Linked DNA regions of Sus scrofa: region 2 is linked to region 1. Evidence: chromatin contacts called from public promoter capture Hi-C data. All regions are on one chromosome and are shown on one strand. Each heading gives the region's core, a stretch centred on a gene start, on an enhancer-like site or on the middle of the called end of the contact. The rest is flanking DNA. Distances are from core to core; before and after follow the strand shown. Region 1 holds the start of HSD17B4 (hydroxysteroid 17-beta dehydrogenase 4). Region 2 holds the start of PRR16 (protein Largen).

The links. Promoter capture Hi-C pulls out the DNA fragments that hold promoters and counts their contacts.
Region 2: a contact with region 1 is called in a promoter capture Hi-C map of fetal skeletal muscle, with 4 times the contacts expected there. The contact joins the promoter of PRR16 here to the promoter of HSD17B4 in region 1. A contact is called at or near these places in 2 of 5 promoter capture datasets (fetal skeletal muscle and liver) and 7 of 47 Hi-C or Micro-C datasets (embryonic fibroblasts, epiblast stem cells, fetal skeletal muscle and 4 more).

What each region holds. Positions count from the first base shown.
Region 1 is chr2:123,310,834-123,316,239 of Sscrofa11.1, forward strand. It overlaps HSD17B4 (hydroxysteroid 17-beta dehydrogenase 4), which reads left to right and starts at 2,650. Exons shown (of 24, transcript NM_214306.1): 1 at 2,650-2,776. The coding sequence starts at 2,719.
Region 2 is chr2:124,196,782-124,202,187 of Sscrofa11.1, forward strand. PRR16 (protein Largen) reads left to right here and starts at 2,594. Exons shown (of 3, transcript XM_021084676.1): 1 at 2,594-3,111. The coding sequence starts at 2,953.

The DNA of each region.
Region 1 (5,406 bases), core at 1,400-3,899:
GGCTCAATTTCACATCTTCACCTGTGTCTATATTCCAAAAGCCTGAGGACTTCCTTGTGCCCAATAAGTGAAGAAATTTGCTATTGACCTAAGGCTAGGGTAGCCTCACAGTCCCATGGGCCTTAGTGGAGAGCATGAGCAGAGTGGCAGGGGCTACACCCCAGCCAACCCCATTGGTTGGAGGTGGCACCAGGGTGGGGCAGGGTCAAGTGACCTTTCTTACTGCAGGAGCTTTCTTGTATTTGAGCACCGCTGAGGCTAGCTTTCCTGGGTTTCGGTGAGCACAAGAGTTCTGGGGTCAGAAGTTAAAAGGCAGGTGTGGACAAATGGCTAAGAGAGCAAGGCACTGGTATAGGGGAGAGCTTTCAGTGACATGACTACTCCTGGAGGTTTGGCCTTGAGTTACTCAGAGATCGTTCTTGCTGCGCCTGAGAGGTGAGACTAAACTCTCAGAGCTCTAGAACCTTAACTGTCTGCTGGACTTCTCCAGCCATTGCCTTGCTTCTCTTCCCATAGACAATTGGCCCAGAGCAAAATTCCCTCCAAAAGCTGATCGTCTACCACTATTCCTTATTTTGATGAATGGCCCACCCTACCCTAGATACTCAAGCTGGAAGTATGGAGGTTATTCCAGTCGTTCTTGTCTCACATCCATGTCCAATTAATCAAAAAGACCTATTAGGAGTTCCCTTCGTGGCGCAGTGATTGACGAATCCGACTAGTAACCATGGGGTTGCGGGTTCGGTCCCTGCCCTTGCTCAGTGGGTTGACGATCCGGCGTTGCCGTGAGCTGTGGTGTAGGTTGCAAACTCGGCTCGGATCCCGCGTTGCTGTGGCTCTGGCGTAGGCCGGTGGCTCCAGCTCCGATTCAACCCCTAGCCTGGGAACCTCCATACGCCGCGGGAGCGGCCCAAGAAATAGCAACAACAACAACAACAAAAAAAGACAAAAAGCCAAAAAAAAAAAAAAAAAAAAAGACCTATTAACTCCATTTCCAAATATACCTCTGTATTACTGCCCCCTCCTTCCATATTTCCTCTGCATTACTTTTGGTCTCTACAGTTTTCTCCAATAGGTGTCTATCTGTTCTCTCTGTTCACCTCCAGTCAATTCTCAGTAGTGGGGCAAAATGACCTTTTCATGATGTAAACATTTCTCTGGAGTAATCTTGCTTAACATGTTTTAAGCTCAAAATTTAAACACCTAAATGTGATCTGACTGATTCTGCTTACTTTCGTGAACTTACCTCCACCTCTGTCAAGCTAGTACTTCTACTTCTATTACCTATAATATCCTCTATTTGCAAAGCACACTTCTTAAGTCTGTCATCTCCTTTGGAAAGTTTTCCCCTTTTCTCACCGGAAGGGAAAGGGTTTGTTTATTTCGGCACAAGTCTTAGCATGCTGTACTGTAGGTAAAGTTATACCACCTAATTTTGAATAGCTCAGGGACACCTTATTTTTCATCTGTAAACTTGTGCTTACTACCCCTAGGTGCTTAATAATATGACTATATTCAACCCCCAAAAGCAAAAGTTATTTAGAATCACCCCTGGACATTTTTTTTTTTTTTTTTTGTCCCTTGATATTTTGTGGCCAAGACTATTGCCCCAGAATCATACCCCTTCCCCTTCCTTGAATGGAAACCAGTTGCTCTAGTCTAAGTTTCAGGAGGAAGCTGCAAAGAGAAAAACAAGTACAGGTTAGAACAAACCAGGTGCCAGAGAACATTTGACTTCCAGTAGACTTTTAGCCTCATTATACATTCATTGCAATAGATTAGCACACTAAATGACACCTACCAGTGCTTTGTCCCTTGACAATTACCACAGCAACAATGGGAAAGGCCCATACGAAGACTACGAAGACTACGGAGGAGTGTTCTTTCAGTTCTGGATCCGAAGTACATCGATGTTCTTGGTTAAGTCATGACTGAGTATTCCTCCCACTTTTCCTAATTACCTCCCTTTTATCTCCATCGTCCTACATGTGTGGTGTCTCCATCTGAATTGGGTTTAGAAATTGATTTGTGACCTAAGTTTCCGCTTCTCCATTCTTTGGTGATTAAATAAAGCTCGTGCTGTTCCAGTTTCAACATCGATTTCATTATTGGCTGTGTGAAGCCAAGTGGAAAAAGAAAACCTTCCTGGCAGAAACAAGCGGTCTTGGCCAGTCTCAGACTCCAGGACCGGTAGAGTCAATCAATTCCATTTGGGATGTCAGCGTGGGGGCTCAGTACTTTGCATTTTTGACAGTTCCCAGAGGTCCATTCTGAGAAATCTTTTACCCATTGGTCAGAGTACCTCTACTTCTCAGGAGCTATTTTTGAAAGCTACTTAAGGATAGGGGCTGCATCCTCGCCAAGATCCAGAAAACGCTTGTTGAGTGAATGACAAAGGGACGGGTGAATGGATAAATACAAGGTCGGCCCAGTCAGCCATTTTACCACAAAGGTCCCATCAGCTCCCTTTACTTCCGCAGCAGAACTAGCCCTTTCAACCCAAGCCTCCTGGGCAGGGTCCAGCAGCGCCTGGAGGCACGGTGGACTACATTTCCCAGAGTTCCAAGGGATTGGCCGCGCAGGCGCACTTGGAAAAATACTACGTCACTCTCTTACCCAGAAACTGGCCGGTTAATGCCTTCGGCGCCGCTCCTCCTCGCCTCAGGTTTTCCCTGTCCGGCAGTGTGAGCTGTGCTGGTTCTTCTGCAGGCCGGACTTATGGCCTCGATGTTGAACTTCTACGGGCGTGTGGTGCTGGTCACCGGTGCCGGGGGAGGTAGGCATGCAAAGGTTGGAAGGCTGACGTCCGGGTCGCTCCTATCCCGGAGCACTCCTTTTCGGTCCCGCTGCTCTCGCAGCGGTGGCTGCGGTCTCAGCGTCGGGACTGCGGACAGCGGTGGCGGGGCAGCTAGCGGAGTGAGCGGCTGGATCCCCTGGGGGTGGTGGGAGGACGGACAACGACTGTCCTCCCGACGCCGAATCTGCTGAGGCGGGGGAGGTGGGGCTGGCCAGTCTTGAGTGGAGAGCCAGAAACTCCTGGTGCAGCCCCCACCCGTGTGGACTTCTCAGGGTTTAGGATCTTGCCTGAGGAGAGAGGCTTCGTTGGGCTGCGGGTTGCAGAACTAGGTGAAAGGTCTTTCAGGAGCTCATCCGTGAGTATCCATTGGGACTCTTCCTGCCAGTAGACTATCTAGGCCGCTTTAAGTCTTTTAAATGTGGTGGAAAAGCCGTCTGGGAGCTGCAGTCACCCCCGGTGTAGCAGATATGTCAGTCCCTTGCTTTTAAAAAGTCACTCATCCTTCCCTTTGTTGGATGATTTTAAGTTCTTTAGAGGGCCTTCCTTAAAAAGAAAAAAAAAAAAATCTGATTGGATTCCTCCTGGTTGGACTTTGTATGTATATCAAGCCAAGCACCATATTGACTAGTCCACTGGAGTCTTGGCGTGGGTTGTGAACTCAGTGCCTGATAAAGGACGTAATTGAGAGTGTCATGGGGACAGCAGGAGCTGAGGAGCAGAGGCCTTTTTGACATGGGCCAGATCTTCCTGTACTTCCGAAGCAAAATGGTGATTTGTTATGAGAAATAACCCTATTTTTAAAGGACAGAATTAAAACAAACCAGTCATACCCACGCGAATGCTTTGCGTTGAGGTTTTCTATTTTTACCACCAATACACGACCTCTCCGACCTCCAAGTGCAGGGATCTTGGTCTTAATTGATCCCCCACTGGTAGTGCCTTATGGATTTAATGAAGAATTAATTTGAATTGTATGTTAAAAATCACAAACAATGGAATTCTGTCAGTTAATTCATTTGTACCTTCACATCTCCATTAATAAAGTAAATTCTTATGCTTCTGTTCAGAAAAATGTCTTTAGTATTAGTTGGTAGCCAAGTATTTTGTACCTGTAGCTAAATACTTCATTCTAAAATGATCATTCATTCTAAAATGATCCGTTTTGGAAAAACATTTTGTTTACACTTTGACGGAATGGAAATAAGGAATGTGTCTCCTGTTTTAAATCTCTTTTGACAGTGAGTGATCCACACTATGAAATACATTTTACACCAAGACCTGGTGTGTGTGTGCACACCCCGCCATCTATATTTGAAAGAAATTCATGACGTGGTGCATAGTAAATGCAGTGCACTTTGAACTTTTCTGCTTCTTTCATTGAGAAATACAGATTGCAGTCCACTAAATTGATTTTGTGAAGTATTAATGAGTTGTGGCTTGACAGTTATGAATTTAGCATCTCCTGTTCATAAACAGATTTGTATTTTAAAGAGCCTGGATTATGGTACAATTACTGGCCATTAGACTTGAATACTATCTGAGGGTGGAATATAATTTTGTGGTAAATTTGAGACTGTTGTAAGGTCCACACTAGGCCATCATTTATGAGAGATTGAGATCTAATTCCAATCTAATTCAGGACAAAGGCTGTTGTCCTTGAGGTCTTACAGTTGTGATTTGAGAATACCTACCTAGAACTGAGGCATTGCTGAACATCCCAGGAGAATGTCCATGAGAGCCTCCCTGCCTGCTTGTCCTGGGTCTGAGTCTGGGAAGTAGTCCACCTCCAAACCACTCTTATTTTAGAGATGAACAGAAATATCTTTGCAGTATTCAGGTGCTGTTGTTTAGCTTGTAATTTTGAATAGTTTAATGGAAGACCCATAAGGAGTTAAGAATGGTCTAGGCTTCACGAAAACAATTTTGCCCTAATTGGTGGTATATTGGGAATTTGATTTGTTAGCTGACTGTAGCGTTGCTGGGGAAGTAACTGGGTGAGAGTGGTGGAGTTGGGCAATGGAAGAAGGAAGTCTGGCCATTATGAATTGGAGATGGTTATAAAATAGCAGCTTGTAGGTCTGGAGATTTTGAGAAGTGTGTGAGTAGTTGCAGATTCTAAAGTCGGGAGAGGCTTTGAGGTCCTTTGACTTCTGGTAAAGCTAGAAAATGAAGTAGTCCAGGGAGCTAGTCTCTGAGGCTCTGTTAAGTTGAAGGAGAGAGAAGTCCACTGCGAGAGCACTGAACAAACAGCTTGAGAAAAGAATCAGCTGAGATTTGACAGTGCTAAAAGGCCAAAAGGGAAATTGGAGAGAGAGGATGATTGACAATGAATTTGGATGTGAGAGGAAGTTAAGATAGGACCTAAAAGAGGATTAAGATAAAATAGAGGCTCTTGGATTTAACTTTTTGTTCATTTTGGCTGTAAAACTGTACTGGGCATTGTGGGAAATGCAAAAGAATGACATAACCTTAACTTTTAAGGACCTTCTAGTTTAGTTAGGGAGACAGACTGACACATAAAGTATTTAAATAATGTTTATGTAAATACAAATATAAAAACATGGGAGGATGCTTAGGTATCTGTTAATGGGCTAGTAGTATTAGAAAGA
Region 2 (5,406 bases), core at 1,344-3,843, 890 kb after region 1:
TTTGTATATGTACCCATTTGCCTCTAGCACCAGCATATAAACAGATTTATGAAGACATCCATAAGAAATTTTATTAGGTGTCACTTTTGCTGTGTGGGCCCCATGGTTTGGCTTTAAAACGTCATATATACTAATCAGAGAGAGAGAGTGCAGGATGAGCCAAAGGAGTGACTACTTTTTCCACAAGGTTGATTAAAAAAAAAAAAAAAATAGATGACTTGTATCACTGTATCCTTTCATTCTGTCTGATTTCCCTCAATATCTTTAACACTTTTTGTAAAATTTTCTTATTCAGGACTATTTTATACATATTGGCTTAATGATGGATACTGGGGTCACTGCTGGGGATCAACTAGCTTTTTGAGATTGGGTTTAGAAGCTAATTTTAACTTTTTGTCTTTCAATTAACTCCATATTTTATTTAAATATAGGTATGTAGATAGATAAATAGATGAAAACCGTTATTTAAGAGTAAATTGTGATGTGGACATGCATAGCATGTTTTTGAGTAATAATTATGATTCAGTTTTGAGCTGGAATAGTCTGGCTCATTAGAAGCAATGGATATGGTAGAACAGAATTTTTTTAAATCTTTGGTGCAGGAGATTCAGAGTAGCATGGAAATACTCTTATAATTGTAAGAGGAGTCTTTTATCATTGGAAGAAAAACATCACTTTTCCTCTTTTCTAATATTCTTGCCTAAAATCATTATACTTTTGAGTTTTTGAGCCTTCTCCAATCACTTGCCTACTACTGAGACTCAAAAACTCAAATATAGTGGAGCAGTACTTTTTTTTTTCTTTCACATCCTCTCCTTCCACTTCTCAACACTTACCTTTATTCAGAGATGAAATAAGAGTATAATTAAATGTGAGGAATTTTCAGTGGGGGAGAGTTTGTAAGTCTTATTATATTGTCTTTATCTTTACATCTTATTTTTTATTTTTTTATTTTGATATTCTGTCCTTTTAGGGCCACGCCTGTAGCATAGGGAAGTTTCCAGGCTAGGAGTCTAATCCGGGCTGCAGCTGTTGACCTACATCATAGCCACAGCAACTTGGGACCTGAGCTGCGTCTGATACCTACAGCACAGTTCATGGCAACACTGGATCCTTAGCCCAGTGAGTGAGGCAGGATCGAACCAGCATCCTCATGGATCCAAGTAGTGTTTTTAACCTGCTGAGCCACAAGGGGAACTCTCTTTTACATCTTTATAAAATAGAGAGGAACCTGCAGAGACAAGGGGAATTAAAATATATGTATATTCCCTCTACCTTAGAGAAATCAAGTACATTACTTATTTAATACTTCTAATGATTTCATCTCTTTTCAATTTGCTTAGTGCATACTGGTTCCTTTATTCTTATTTTAATTCTCCTCCAGCAGCCTCTGCTTTCTACCTTTTTTTCTTTTTCCTCTAATTTTTCGTTGCTGTTGTTTTGACACCAGTTCTAAACTGCTGTTTTTCTTCTGTTTTCTCTTTCTTCATCCATATTTCAAATATGAATTTCAAGGATTTTATCAAGGTGAATTATTCAGGATGAAGAAAGTGAATATGCGGGCTTTAAGGAACTAGGAAGAGGAGAACTGCCAAGACTTTCTTCATGTTGGAACCTGGGGTGTGAGAAGCAAGAAGCAGAGAGCCCTGCTAAGGCATGACCAAATGGGAAGCTTATTAAAATAATGATCTTGAGTAGGGTGCACCGAAAGAAAAAACATAGATCCAGCTTGCCAGGTCAGTAGCTAATAACCCATGGATTTGCTACTAAGAAAATTAAACCTTTAACTAATGAGAATCGTAGCCACCTATTGAGAATTAAACCACGGAAAGCTTCCTATTAACTTCCCTCCCTTGGTCATTTTGACAGAAAGGTCAGAAAGTTTTTTCCTGTTTAGCAGCAAAAGACTTGAAATGGATGCAAAAAAAAAAAAAAACGTTGGAAACAAACTCTTTTTACTCAGCTCTCACAGGAGGAGATCCAATGTATCTCCCCCAGTACCCAAAACAGACATCAGCATAGGTCATGAAAAGAGGAAGGACAGCTAGGAAAAAAAAAAAAAAAAAAAAAAAAAGCTGTCCCAGTTAAGTGCAGCCAAGATGACTCAGACAGCCTCCCAGGGGATTTTTGGTGTGAGGACTTCCAATTAATAAATCCGGTATTAGCTTTGTGGAATCAGCAGGATTGCTTAAGATACCTCTTTCAAGAACATTGGTTAGATATGACTCCAGGGGGTGAGGGGTCGCTTTTAATCCACTTTTTTTTTTTTTCTTTTTTTCCTGCACAAGTTAAGAACACCTGCGTTTAACTCCTAGGTGAGTAGGAGAACACCTGGAGGCCTTCACGACATACTTTGGTCCTGGATAAAAATTTAGGGTCGCTTTAACAACCCTAATCTGATCCTACTGCTTATGATTAGGAAGCTGGTGGGGATCCAGGTCTCTGCTGGGAGGGGGAAGCGGAAGGAATCCAAGCTAGATGTGAGAAGACCTCCAGCAGGTTGCAATGAGGGCATTTCAGGATCTAGACGAGGGGGTGGGCAGGACACGAATTTGTCTCCCAGCTCCTTGATGCCCAGGTGTTCTGGGAGAGATTCCGGAGGCACATGCCGCCGAGACTGCTGCTGACAGCCCTGGTAAAGGCGGTCCCGCGCCCCTCTCCGCGGGCGGGGAGCGAGTGCGTGTGTGCGCGCGAGAGCGGCGGGAGGAGGCGCAGGCGCGCTGTTCGCCCGTCTGCAGCCCCGCGCCGAACGCCGCGTCTTGGGGAGTTGATGGCAGCACCACAGTGCGGCCGCCCGGCCCAGCGCCGAGCGCAGCCACCCTCCGCTGCCCGAAGAGCGTCCAAGATGTGGGGGGATTGGGGCGGCAGCGGCCGCAGCGGCGCCAGGGACCGGGGCGCGCAGCAGCCTCCGCTCGCCCGCCTGTGCTGACCTGCCTCGCTTGCCCCCAAAGAATGTCAGCCAAGTCCAAAGGGACCCCCGCCTCGTCCTCTCCAGCCGAGGGACCGCCGGCAGCCTCCAAGACCAAGGTGAAGGAACAAATCAAGATCATCGTGGAGGATCTGGAATTAGTCCTGGGCGACCTGAAGGACGTGGCCAAGGAACTTAAGGAGGTGAGAGTCTCAGGGGTGGGGAAGGAGTTCGTCGCCTCTCACCTCCCTCCACCCCCACCCCTCGGCGTTCCCGGTCCCGTTTTCACTGGCAACAGCCAGATTTCCTAACTCCTAGGAAACTATAGAAGGATCCCTGCAGACGGACTTTTCTTTGCTTGGGCGACTCTGAAGAGTTGTTGCACTTTTTTTTTTTTTTTTTTTTTTTTTAAATCAGGAAGAAATCAACTAGTGTTTTAATCGATAGACTTGAGGTGGTGGGAGGGGTGAACCCGCCTGTCTCTTTAGCTGCGTGTGTGTGTGTGTGTGTGTGTGTGTGCCTGGGGAAAGGGCTTAACCGGGGGTGTGTCGACAGAGAAAGAAAGCAGCAGCCGGACAGAGAGTGTGCAAGATGCGCCTCTCTTGCCCTCCTGCTCCCCTGGAGTCCTTTGGCAAGTCGCTCCTTGCCTGGCAGCCTCCCCAAGCCGGGGCTGAAGTGGGGCAGGGTTCCGGGCCCCGGGCCAGGCCCGGGAGGACGGCCTGGGAGAAGCTCGGCTCCAGCTCCTCTCTCTCTCGGCTTCCCGAGCCCTGCTGGAGAAAAGGCGACTCGGGGCTGCTGGCAGGAGAGCCCAGACTTGGGGCTGTGGAAGGGGTCTGGGACTTTCTCACTTTTGCAGTTCCTCAGACGTCCCTTGCTCTCCTCGGATTGTCGCTCTCTGTAACGGGCCTTCCCGCCACCTCACCTCCTTCCATCCTCCTGTCTTGTTGCCAGTTGGCATGGAACCTGGGGCGCAGGGCGCTTTGGTGAGTGCGTGTGTGTGTGTGTGTGTGTGTGTGTGTAGTGTGCCTGCATCGGTGTCTTGCCACTTACGTCCTGGCTTTTGGGAACCAGGACTGTTTTGCTTCTTTTCCGCTCCCCCCTCGCCATCCTCAGTCCACTCTGCCCCCCTGCCCTCACCAGCCTTGATCCGTATAGAAAGAAGCAGAGCCAATGTCGAGGCTGAGGATGCATAACTCAGGCTGCAGCTCCAGGCGGAGGCAAGGGCAGAGTTGGGAGGGGTGGGGTCTTCCGCGAACCTGCCGGTGGTGTCTCAGAGCTGGTGGTAGAGTCCCAGCTCAGTGTTCCACTACTGAATGAGTGCCCGGTGTGGTTCCTGGTTCTCGGTCAGCTCAGCGAGTCCGCGCCCCAGTTGTCTGAGAGCTAACAGTGTAACTTCGAAGGTGGTGGCTGCTATGGGAAGGGAAGAGGTGGGGCGTATCGAGGTCCAAAATTGTAATCCTGTTTCGGAGGCCAAGTGGGAGAGGATTGAGGGTGGTTTGATTGTCTGGAGATTAAGCTCCTCTATCCAGTTTCCAATCCCGATGTGAGAAAAGAAGCTCCCTCTTTCTCGCCTTCTCCCCAATACCTCTGTGAACTCAACTCCGCGTTTGTTACCAAATGCAAGTCTGTTAAAATGGACCATTCATCGGCAAGGTTCAGTTTGCCAGTGGCAAATGCTATTCTTGTAGGTTGTTCCACAGACAGAACATAATTACTACGGAGGTCCTGAGAGCAGAGATCCATGCAGATGTTAGATGTGAGGAGGAAACTTATTCGTGTTTCGGAGTTTATTTAGGATCATTGCTTTACAACTGGTTGACAGATGGCGAGGTTATGCATTGAAAATCAAGTCTAAAGATGCTGTTTGTTTCTTTGTTATCCTTTTATTTTACGTCTTTGGTAGGCTGTATTTTCATCTGAAACATAATGGCGTTAAAAAAAAAAAAGCGAACAAATTTGGGCAAGTTCCTTTTGGCAGAATTGTGCTTAACAGTTGTTGAGGTTTTTAAGATGGGGGATGTGGGAAACCTGTCTCAGCCCAGAAACATATTTACTGTTTTAGCAAGGAAGCTGAGATTACAGAAGAAAGGTACTCAGTCAAAATTCTGTGTCTTTGGGCACATACCACTTATGTTATGATGTGTCACTCCACTCCCTGTTTTAGACAGAATAAATGATAAGAAACTGCACAGCTCCGCTTTGCATCATTTTTCTGTTGATGTTTGGAGACCAGGTAGATCTATAGTGAAACATTTAACCTCACTCTAGCTTGTGGTTAGAATCACAAAGAAGTAAATCGGAGAGTCTGTGGATCTCTCTCCTTTTCACTCTTTCACTTACTTGAGGATTTTTTTGGGGGGTGTGGGGGAACTCAGGTAGTTTACAAAAGGAAAAAAAAAAGCATAGATAATATACAACCAAGTAAATGAAAGAGTCTGTCTTCTAGACAAAGCTAAGATAAAATTTTAATTTGATGCTTTGGAAGCTTTGATAGGGTG